Linked DNA regions of Muntiacus reevesi: region 1 is linked to region 2. The links are chromatin contacts, called in public Hi-C maps. All regions are on one chromosome and are shown on one strand. The core of a region is the stretch at or near the end of the contact, and the rest is flanking DNA. Distances in the headings are between cores, read along the strand shown.

Region 1 (5,649 bases), core at 2,905-5,404, 150 kb after region 2:
ACCATCTCATCCTCTGTCATCCCCTTCTCCTCCCGCCTTCTATCTTTCCCAGCATCAGGGTCTCCTCCAATGAGTCAGTTCTTTGCATCAGATGGCCAAAGTATTGGAGTTTCAGCTCCCAAGCAGTTCGGTTTTTGCTCTGCTATTTTTAATTTGATTGATTTTTCTATTCAAAGGTCTTAGGTCGCCTTCATCCATACATACTATATAATGAAAAGCTGAGAACTCTTTTTTGGTAACCCAGACATAAACAGCACTGACTGGGTCACCTGTTCTGCCATCTTCCCTCCTGCCTAGAGGCCCCCACTTATGTGGTTACCTCTTAATTAGGGGGCTAGAACCTAGGGCCTCTGGTTTCAAATTAAGTCCTCAATAAGCTCTTTGGTGAATTAAAGGCATACAAGAATATTCTACTCCTTTGGGACAAGAGTGGATCCATAAACCAGAGGAAGCTTGTTGTTCAGTTGCTCAGTTGTGTCCAACTCTGTGACCCCATAGACTGCAGCACACCAGGCTTCCCTGCCCATCACCAACTCTCGGAGCTTACTCAAACTCATGTCCATCAAGTTGGTGATGCCATCCAACCATCTCATCCTCTGCCATCCCCTTCTCCTCCTGCCTTCAATCTTTCCCAGCATCAGGGTCTTTTCCAATGTCAGTTCTTTGCATCAGGTGGCCAAAGTATTAGAGTTTCAGCTTCAAGCATCAGTCCTTCCAATAAATATTCAGGACTGATTTCCTTTAGGATAGACTGGTTGGATCTCCTTGCAGTCCAAGGGACTCTCAAGAGTCTTCTCTAGCTCAAAAGCATCAATTCTTTGGTGAGCAGCCTTTATATGGTCCAACTCTCACATCCATCCATACATGACTAATGGGAAAACCATAGCTCTGACTAGATAGAACTTTGCTGGCAAAATAATGTCTCTGTTTTTAATATACTGTCTAGGTTGGTCATAGCTTTTCTTTCAAGGAGCAAGCATCTTTTAATTTCATGGCTGCAGTCACCCATCTGCAGTGATTATGGAGCCCCCAAAATAAAGTCTCTCACTGTTTCCATTGTTTCCCCACCTATTTGCCACAAAGTAATGGAGCCAGATGCCATGATCTTAGTTTTCTGAATGTTGAGTTTTAAGCCAGCTTTTTCACTCTCCTCTTTGACTTTCAGCAAGAGGCTCTTTAGTTCCTCTTCGCTTTGTCTTAAGGCTTGTGTCATCTGCATATCTGAGGTTATTGATATTTCTCCCGGCAATCTTGATTCCAGCTTGTGCTTCATCCAGCCCAGCATTTCTCATTATGTACTCTGCATGTAAGTTAAATAAGCAGGGTGACCATATCCAACCTTTGAGGATTTGCAATAGCTCAGCTAGGATTCCATCACCTCCATTAACTTCCTAAGGCCCATTTGACTTCACATTCCAGGATGTTTGGCTCTAGGTGAGTGATCACACCATCGTGGTTATATGGGTCATTAAAATCTTTTGTATAGTTCTTTTGTGTATTCTTGCCTCCTCTTCTTAATATCTTCTGCTTCTGTTAGGTCCATACTGTTTCTGTCCTTTATTGTGCCCATCTTTGCATGAAAAGTTCCTGTGGTACCTCTAATTTTCTTGAAGGGATCTCTAGTCTTTCCCATTCTATTGTTTTCCTCTATTTCTTTGCATTGTTCACTTAAAAAGGCTTTCTTACCTCTCCTTGCTATCCTTTGGAACTCTGCATTCAGATGGATCTATCTTTCCTTTTCCCCTTTGCCTTTCGCTTCTGTTCTTTTCTCAGCTATTTGTAAGACCTCCTCAGACAATCATTTTGCCTTTCTGCATTTCTTTTTCTTGGGGATGGTTTTGATCACCACCTCCTGTACAATGTTATGAACCTCCATCCATAGTTTCTCAGGCACTGTCTATCAGATCTAATCCCTTGAATTTATTTGTCACTTCAAAGTGTATAATCCTAAGGGATTTGATTTAGATCATACCTGAATGGTCTAGTGGTTTTCCCTACTTCAGTTTAAGTCTGAATTTTGCAATAAGGAGTTCATGATCTGAGCCACAGTCAACTCCCAGTCTTGTTTCTGCTGACTGTATAGAGCTTCTCCATCTTCGGCTGCAAAGAATATAATTAATCTGATTTCGGTATTGACCATCTGGTGATGTCCATGTGTAGTGTCATCTCTTGTGTTGTTGGAAGAAGGTGTTTTCTATGACCAGTGGGTTCTTTTGGCAAAACTCTGTTAGCCTTTGTCTTGTTTCATTTTGTGCTCTGAAGCTTGGAGGGTATAGTTAATGGCTGGCCATACTTGAAACCAGCGGAGTTAGGTATGACTTCTGTCTTGGGAACTTCAAAAGGGTCTGTACATCTTGGGAAATGGGAGTTGGATTATTAGTTGGCAGTGCAGGAGTCCCCAAGTTTTCCTGCACTCCTTAGGCTGTTAGTGGCAGTCACAGTTCCAGCAGAAGGCATGGGCCACGTCTCCAGGGTCTTTCCACTTGTGAGTCCCTGGCAGACTTCTCTGGAAGGCTGTCACTCACGTGGAGATAAAGGGTCATGAATGTAGAGGTGACTGTGGTACCCCAGTGCAGGCAGCCTCCAAGTCCCAAAGAGCAGAGCAGAAGACCGCTGGCCTTCCCTGGCTGTCCTGGCTGATTTCCAAGCTCTGCTCCGCTCCTCTTTGCTTGGTAGAGCTATCTGGCCTTCTTCTGGTTCTTGACAGTTAAACAAACTCCCCCTGAACCTCACACCAAACACCTTCCTATTTGGGGGCTTAATTATTTCTGTGGCTGAATACCCTCCCACCCGTACCACCCTCCCCTCTTCTCCCAAGTAGCTGCCATCCTGGGGGTTCTCATTGCCCAAATTTTGGCTCTGTGCACCAGTGCCAAACAGAAATATGGAGACAATTATGGAGGAGAAGGAAAGAGTGGCTTTATTACTTTGCCAGTCAAAGGGGGAATACAGTAGGCTAGCGCCTCAAAAACTGTGCCCCCCTCCCTGGTAAACAAGGAGGGGTTATATAGTCTGGCAAGGGTACCTGAGAAGGATCAAGATGGTAACGTTCTTCTGCAAAGTTTCAAAAGGGTGAGGTTGCTGACAAGGTTAGGGTGTGCATCGGCTCGAAATGGTTAGGTCTCCTAATTCTTGATGGCCCTTTAATCTTGCCTCAGGTGGTTTCCTGGCTGCTCCTCCCTTGATTAGCAACTGTTCTGCCCTTTGGGACTCAGAGAAGGTCATGGAGGCTGGAGTCTTGCCTACAAGAAACGGGGGACAAAGAGACCTTCGTGTCCAGGAGACCCGCAGGGCGCAGCTCGGCATCGTCCCCATTGTTCCCTTTCTTCACGGTGGGATCTTCCTCAAAAGTGATGAGCCTACAAGGTCAGGATGTGTGTTTCCATGTTCCCAGGACCTTGCACGGTAGATATTATTGAGCCTCGATAAATATTAGATTGAGTTTAAGAAACATACTTGGTTGAATGAATGAGCACTCCGGAGCCACAGCCCCGGAGTCCAAACACGTTCTCCAAATCAGGGCAGCCTGGGAATCCCGCCGTCCAAGGACAACACCCCCCACCCCACTCCTCCCACCAACCCTCCCGTTCCCGCTCAATTGAAAACCAGACCTGTGTTCAGGAAACGGCTGTCAATTTACCCAACGTTCCCGCGTTTCCACGCTCTTTGTAAGGAAAGCTACCATGTCATTGGAGAGACGGACGCACAGTGGAGCGACTGGGTGTGGAGGGCGCGTTTGGGGTTAATTCTATTTGGGGGGCCCCAGGACCCGAGGGCCGGGTGGGTCTCAGCCGGAGTCTGGGTCGCGTTCGCTTTAAAGGGGCGGTTCCCGAGCCGGCGGGCAGGCGGTCCCGGAAGACGCGCGTCGCGCGGCCTGGGCGTCGGAATCCCAGCTCTCCGGCCCCCCCAGTCCCGATTCCTGGTCCTCCGACCCCCGACCCCCCTAGTCCCGATCCCCGGTCCTCCGCTCCGCTACCCTCCGCTCTCCTTCCCCGCCCCTGGCGCCCAGACCTCCAGTGCCCTTGGGACCTCGGCTCTCTGGAGCCCCCACCCGACTCCTCCCCACCGCGCGCTCGCGCCCCGGTCCTCGGCCGTTCGCGCTGCCCCCGCCCCCGGCCCCAGCTCTCCACCCCTCGCCTTATCTGGTTCTTCCTCACCCCCACCAGGCTCTCCGCGCCGCGGCCCTCCGATCGGTCCCCCTCGCGCCCCTCCGCGCAGCCCCGCTGCGTCCGGGCCCTCGGCGGGTGCACTCTGGCGCCGGCGGGCGTGCGCGGTGACCCTGCGGTCGCCGGGCTCGGTCTCCGCCCGCGCGGCCACCTCGCGCAGGTCACGTCCCTGTCCTGGGGACTGCACACGGGCGGCCAGGTCTGCGCGCCCCCTTCATCTCGCTGCTGCCCGGCTGTTTAGCGGAATATTCAGCGGAGACCCGGACTCATGTCCGCCTTGCGAAAAGAAGGAACATAGATGGGCCCTCCTTAAGTGGAGGCAGGCAGCCGAGGCCGTGACCTCTGGGAGAGGATGGTGACCCCCTGGCGCTTCTCTCTCAGGGTCTGCTTGGCGCACTTGAGAGGTTTTGCGCTCAGAAAGGAACTCGGCCTTCTGAGACCCTCTGAGGGCTGTCGCAAGGCTAGACTCTGTTGGCTTCTGCTTGGCACTTTGCCCAAGCTCGTCTCCACCTATGAGGACAGTGGCGAGGGGTCTCCGGAGGGCGTACGTCGGCCGAAGACCAGTTGGAGTGACCTGGCTGAAAATGGGCCGCTGGAGAGAGTCCCTCCGGAGGGGCGGCTGGGCTGGCTCCTCCTGCACGTGCGCATCTGGCTCAGAGCAGGGGCCCTCTTGGTGAAATTCTTCCCCCTCCTCCTACTCTATCCCCTCACCTACCTGGCTCCCAGTGTCTCCAGTCTCTGGCTCCACCTGCTTCTGAAAGCCACCGAGACCTCAGGCCCCACCTACATCAAGCTGGGCCAGTGGGCCAGCACCCGGCGGGATCTCTTCTCAGAGGCGTTCTGCGCCCAGTTCTCCAGGCTGCACGTCCAGGTCTCGCCCCATCCTTGGACTCACACCGAACACTTCCTGCGCCAGGCCTTTGGGGAGGACTGGGGGAGGGTCCTCTGCTTTGAGAAGCAGGAGCCAGTGGGTTCTGGCTGCGTGGCCCAAGTGTACAAAGCGCGTGCCAATCCTGCCTTCCTGGAGAAGGACAGCATCCAGAGACTGGCCACGGCCTCTAGACTGCAGCTCTCCTTGGAAACTGGGGCAGGTGGGGGGCTGGACAAGCTCCCTGGACACCTGGGGAAGGCGGGCAGGCCTCAAGAGAGTCTTGCCGACCAGTCATTTGTAGAAAGGCTGCTCTTCCCTAAAGCGGACCTGGTTGGATCCAATGCATCCTTGTCTCAGGCTTCAGGGCCCACCGGTGAACAGGAGCCAGATCACCTCGTCCCCGTGGCCGTGAAAGTAAGTGTTCTGATGCTTGCAGCCAGACCCTCCCATCTCTAAAACCTCACCAACTCCACGGAGCTACCCAGGTCAGGATACACCCCTTTGCAAATTACCCCACTTTGCCTTCCGTTGATTTCTTTCAGCTTGACCATTTTCTGGGTACCTGTGACACGCAAGCTGTTTGATTTCTTGGCTTGAAGGAGAGTGATGCGA
Region 2 (5,443 bases), core at 916-3,415:
TACTCGATGATGTAAATTTCTTAAATATATTAATCTATTAGGGTTCATGTGCAAGAAACTCATGCTGGTCCTGGAGTGATCTAGAATATTTCAGAAACTCAAAGATCTAAAGGTAGGCAAAGAGGAACTGATCAGTCTAGTGAGCTGTTTTGAATTCTGATGACACTGGTAAGGAACTAGAAAAGGGGAAGTAGATCAGGGAAAAGTTTCTAACAGAGAGGAAAGTAAAGTGCAGAAGGGACAATGCTTTCTCTGCAGACATGAGTTGAGCTCAGACACAGACACAACAGGATAATAATGAGACAAGTAATATAAAGTAATGTCAAGCTAGTGATGGGTATTCAAAGCCAAACAATAACTGAGATTAGAGTCGGTGTGTATTGATAAAATTAAGGCACTGCATGGAGTTCTTAAAGAATCCATATATTAAAGGACGATTATTCTCAGTGCATGCAAATTGGAACTGCAGGGTTAAAGACTAGAAAATTCAGAAATATAAAGGTTACACTATTTTAAAAGATTCAGCTAGCACATATAAAGCAATTGCAGCATTGCAGAGAAAACAGAAATAAAAGACTCAAAGACCTGGTTCCATGAGTAGGAATTTTAAAATTCTCATTCTTTGGGATACTTCAGATCTACAGATGACTGAAAAAAACTACCTGAAACAGCTTTTATGCTTTCTCTATCCCGTTATTGAAAATAATTAAGCTTACCATTCATGTCATCTTAAATGTATCATATTAAGCACTGAGAACGCTTCACCCCTGCTAATACCAGGACAGTGAGTTCTGTATATTAAAAAATATTTTGAAGTATTGATATCTGCATATAAACTACCCCCCTAGGTGAATAACGGCGTTTCAACTGATTTTTCAACCGACAGAAAAACAAAAGCTTCTAGTCGCTTACTGATCACTTAAGAAAAAAACTCAAGTACGACATCCAATTAAATGCCCTTATCTTAGACGCACAGCCACACCGTCCGCATAACCGTCCTCTACTAATCACTTATTTTTTTCAAATACGTTCATCTGACATCCCAAACCCCAAACAAAATCCGTCTCCCTGCGGAGCGACGAGCTCCCCGACTCCCTTAAGACGCGTGGACTTGAAAATAAGACATCTTCCAGCCAGGGTGGGGGGAACGGGAATGCCAGCTCGTAAACACCTAAGGCGGTGGAGAGGACCCCCAGGGCCGGCACTCGGTTCGGAGACAAAGCTCAGAACCGCCCAGCTCGGTAACACACAAAAGGAGAAATCACAAAAGCTCCCCGCTCCGGGCGGGGCCCGAGACCCGGGAAGACGTTACAAACGGATGACACCGCGGCAGGGCCGGCGGTCGGGCCCCACTTCTCGCCCGCGGGCCCGCGGCGGCGATCCCCGGCCCGGCAGGGCTGCGGGGATGCGGGCTCCGGGCCACACCGCCAAACCCCCTTTGGGAACCGGCGAGTTCGCAGGCCGGGGGTTGGGGTGGGGGGGGTCGGCGACAATAAAAGGAGGGAGGAGTCAGCCCACCTCTCGCCCCGCGCGCGCCGCTCGGCCCGGTGCGGGGAGGCGGCGGGCGGTGCGGCGGCTCCGCAGCGGGGCCGCGCGCCCGGGCCTCGGCGGCCGGCGGGGGTTGACGCAGCGCGGCGACCGCGGGGACCGCAACGCCGGCTCGCTTCCCACCTCCGCCCGCCCCCGCCCGGCGGCCCGGCAGCCCGGCAGCCCGCCCCCTTCCCCCGCGGTCTCGGTCCCCTCCCCGCGCCCGGCGCCGGCAGCGCTGCGTCTCACCTGCAGGTGACCTGCTTAGTCCAGCCGCCGCCGCCGCCGCCGTCGCTGCCGCCTCCCCCGCCCCCCGCCCCCGGGGACAGCGAGGTGACTGCGGGGATAGGGGTGGGGGAGGCCGCTGCCGCCGCCGCCGCTGCCGCTCCTGCTCCTGATGGTGTGGCTGTTGTTCCGGGAGCTGCAGCCTCCGCCATTACTGTTTATCCCACACAGCAATGGCGCCGGAACTTCCGGGATCACATAATTCCGGTCCGGCCGCGGCGAGAAGGCGGCCAGGCGACGGGTGGGGAGGGGAAGGACACTGAGGCGCCGGCTCGCTCCCCTCGGCCCCGGCGTCGCGTCGACGAGCGCTCTCGCCGCTCGAACTGCGGGCCGGGGCCCGAGCGCTCCCCCGGCCCGCCCCCAGCGCCCTCTGATTGGTGGACGAGGCGGCTCCGCCCGGGAGGGGCGGGGCTAGGGCGGGCTCCCCCAGGTGAGGGCCCAGCCCCCCGCCCCACCTACTGCCCCCAGGTTCCTCGCCTAGGGAACCAAAGTCCTCATTTCAAGGGCACTCACCTGGATGAGTCCTTCCCAGCAGAGGCTGGTGCAGTGGAGAGGTGGAACTGGGGTTGGGGTCGGGGGGTCCTGGGTTTGAATCCAGACTTTGCTGGTTCTACCAGTTAACCTAACTGTACGAACTTGGACAGGATACCCATTATCTCTAGCCTCAGTTTCCTTGTCCGAGTAGGCTTTATATATGTGGCAAGTCACTGAGCTTTTAGTGCCTGGCCAGACTGAACATTTTTTTTTTTTCAGACTGAACACTTTTAACAAATGTTCTCTCCTGTTCTTCCCGTTAGAGGTGTGATCTCAACCCAAGAGAAGAGCAAGGTGGCTAAGCAAAGGCTGTGCAGTCGACTTGTCTCCCTTAACCTCGGGCCATCTCTCATTCCTAACGATGTAGTTTTGAGTCAGTTAACTTACCTTAGTGTTCCTCCTCTCCGTCTGTAAAATAAAAAATAATTTAAGAATAGTAACAGGACCTACCCCCCAGAGAGTCTTCCCTGGTGGCTCAGATGGTAAAGAATCCGCCTGCAATGGGGGAGACCTGGCTTCGGCCCCTGGGTCGGGAAGATTCCTGGGTTGGGAAGATCCCCTGAAGAAGGGCAAGGCAAACCTCTCCAGTATTCTTGCTGAGAGAATCCGAATGAACAGGAATCTGGCAGGCCACAGTCCAAGGGGACGCAAAGAATCAGACACAACTGAGCCACTAACCACACCTCTCTGAAGCACAACATCTCTGAAAATGGTTGTGAAACTTAAAGTTCATGTAAAACGGTGTGCTTTGCACTACAGTTTTAATAGATATTGAATAATAAAAGCTGTCTGAAATATCCCAGCTTCAAAGAGTTATTTCTAAAACTAGGAAAATTAAGAAGTATTTACTCTTACCTCCCCGGTAATGCTCCCGGTCCACTCAGATGCTGCATACTAAATCCTGAGCAGTTTTTCATAAGCCCTTAAATTTGCTTTTTTACGTAATCTTGAGATTTTACGTAACCTTGAGAAAGTGAAAATCCATCCCACTGATAATCAGACCACAATGTACCCAACAGACACAAACAAGGACAGTGGCAAAGCCAAGGGAAAACAATGTTTCCCTCAAGGCCACAGCATGGCTGCAAAATGACTGACAATCCCCTTTTGAGAAAATGCAACATTTTTACTAACGACTTGCCCAGCCCCGCTTCATTTCTCCCTCCATTACCGAGTCCAAGCTCGATCTGCTTGCTGATGACAGGCTAATAAACTGAGAGATGAGGTGTAGAGGCCAGGAATAGGAAAGTATCACCTGTGGACCGAAGTGGTAGCGTCCTAGGTCCCTGGAACACCGTCCTATGGGGTCCAGGATGCCAGTTTCTTTTAAAGAACAGGGAGAGACAGGAGGTGAGGAAGTAGCTTTATCTTGTAAAATAGGAGGGGCTGTGTTAATTACTTTTTTTCCTGCAGCCATTGACAGGTGAGCATGGTCAGATTGTCTCCCAGTGAGCAGAACAAAGCCACTTTAGTTTAACTTTGGGCAGAGGGCAGGGTTCCCTGAGGCAGGCCATAATGTATGATTATAATAACAAGAACAATGACAGTCAAGGTTTCAGTCAAAGAATCATATTCAACATGGAGTCAGACTTGGCTCTTCCCTGTTACCTGAGCTCCCAAAGATTTATAAGATACCCACTCGCTAAACTGCTGCACCTCACGACAGCACCCAACCCAGAGCTGGTCTTCCATCTGCTTGTGCTGTTATCCAAAAAGAGCTTCAATCCTGTGAGAAACCCCTCCCTGCTCCCTTTTCCAAGATGCCCACCTTCCTCCCCCATGTGGCCTCCCCTTCTGCAGCGTTAACCTCTTTGTTGGACTACAGGTGTGTTCCTGGTAGTTTTTATCTGTTAGGGTTTACCTGTTAAGTAACAACATTTTTGGGGGGTTGGGGGGCACACTGCACTGCCTGTGGGATCTTAGTTCCCCCACCAAGAATCGAACCCGTGCCCCCTACAGTGCAATTGCAGTCTTAACTACTGGACTGCCAGGGAAGTCTTTGCTCTATTTCTTTTTTTTTTTTATTTTTTTTTTATTTTTTTTTATTTTTTTTATTTATTTATTTTTTTGCTCTATTTCTTATTGCATAGTTTTCACCTTCTAATTACTATAGAATTTGCTGCTTCTTCTTCTTCTTTTTTTTTTTTTTTTGTCTGTTTCTCCTAGCTAGAATATAAGCTTTGTAAGGCCAGGGATCTTTGCCTATTTTGTTCTGATATAGCACAGGTCTCTAGAACTATGTGTGACCATATAGTAGTTGCTCAATAAAATATTTGGGCTCTGGGTGAGAGAATTCTCTGATGTTAGAAAAGTTACTATGTCTTGTTTCACCGTCTATACCAATAGGAATAATGAACAAAGAGTCATCTCTTTCTCTGGGAGAACATTTTAGCACAGGGGCAATTTATGCATTTCTTCACACACAAAACATTTATCAGTGATTCTGCTGAGCCAGTGCTACCCAAACAGGTTATATAGGAATCATGAGCAAGTTTTATGCCTGAACATAGTAGCCTGGTGACACTGGGCAAACTCCTGCCTTAAGTAAGCCAGGTGAAATAAGTCTAGTAGTACACCTTCCTCATAAGTATTTAGTGAGTTTATATATAGATAGATATACATACACACACACACACACACATATATGGCTCAAGGAACAGTCCCTGGACGTAGTAACTGCTAGGTAAGTATTTGCTGTTGTTTTCATTGATGCTGTTATATGATAGCAAAAAGGGTTGCCAGATTTAGCAAATAAAAAATATAGGATGCTCAGTTAAATTTGAACTTCATATAAATAACAAATTGAGTTTCAAATCCCAAATATTGCATGGGATAGATACATAAAGCATTTGCTGTTTGTCTGAATTTCCAATACAACTCAGAATCCCGTATTTTATCTGGCAGCCCTACATCAGAACGATACTTGGAGCTTTTCAAAGGCCTTTCGCCAAAAAAAAAAAAAAAAAAAAAAAAAAGCCTTTCGCCCACCTTGTCTGTTTTGTTTCTCAGTAGGTTTTTGAAGATGGACAAGCACAGATGATGTTGCCCCTTTAAATATGAGAAGATGAAGTTGGAGAGACAGGCAGAGATGCTGTGT

The links. Hi-C and Micro-C count contacts between places; a contact is called where the count stands out from the background.
Region 1: a contact with region 2 is called in a Hi-C map of blood, with 4 times the contacts expected there. The contact joins the promoter of ADCK2 here to the promoter of MKRN1 in region 2. A contact is called at or near these places in 2 of 3 Hi-C or Micro-C datasets (blood and muscle).

What each region holds. Positions count from the first base shown.
Region 1 is chr6:98,557,763-98,563,411 of mMunRee1.1, forward strand. It overlaps ADCK2 (aarF domain containing kinase 2), which reads left to right and starts at 4,155. Exons shown (of 8, transcript XM_065939498.1): 1 at 4,155-5,451. The coding sequence starts at 4,519.
Region 2 is chr6:98,412,206-98,417,648 of mMunRee1.1, forward strand. It overlaps MKRN1 (makorin ring finger protein 1), which reads right to left and starts at 2,166. Exons shown (of 7, transcript XM_065939205.1): 1 at 1,777-2,166. The coding sequence starts at 1,964.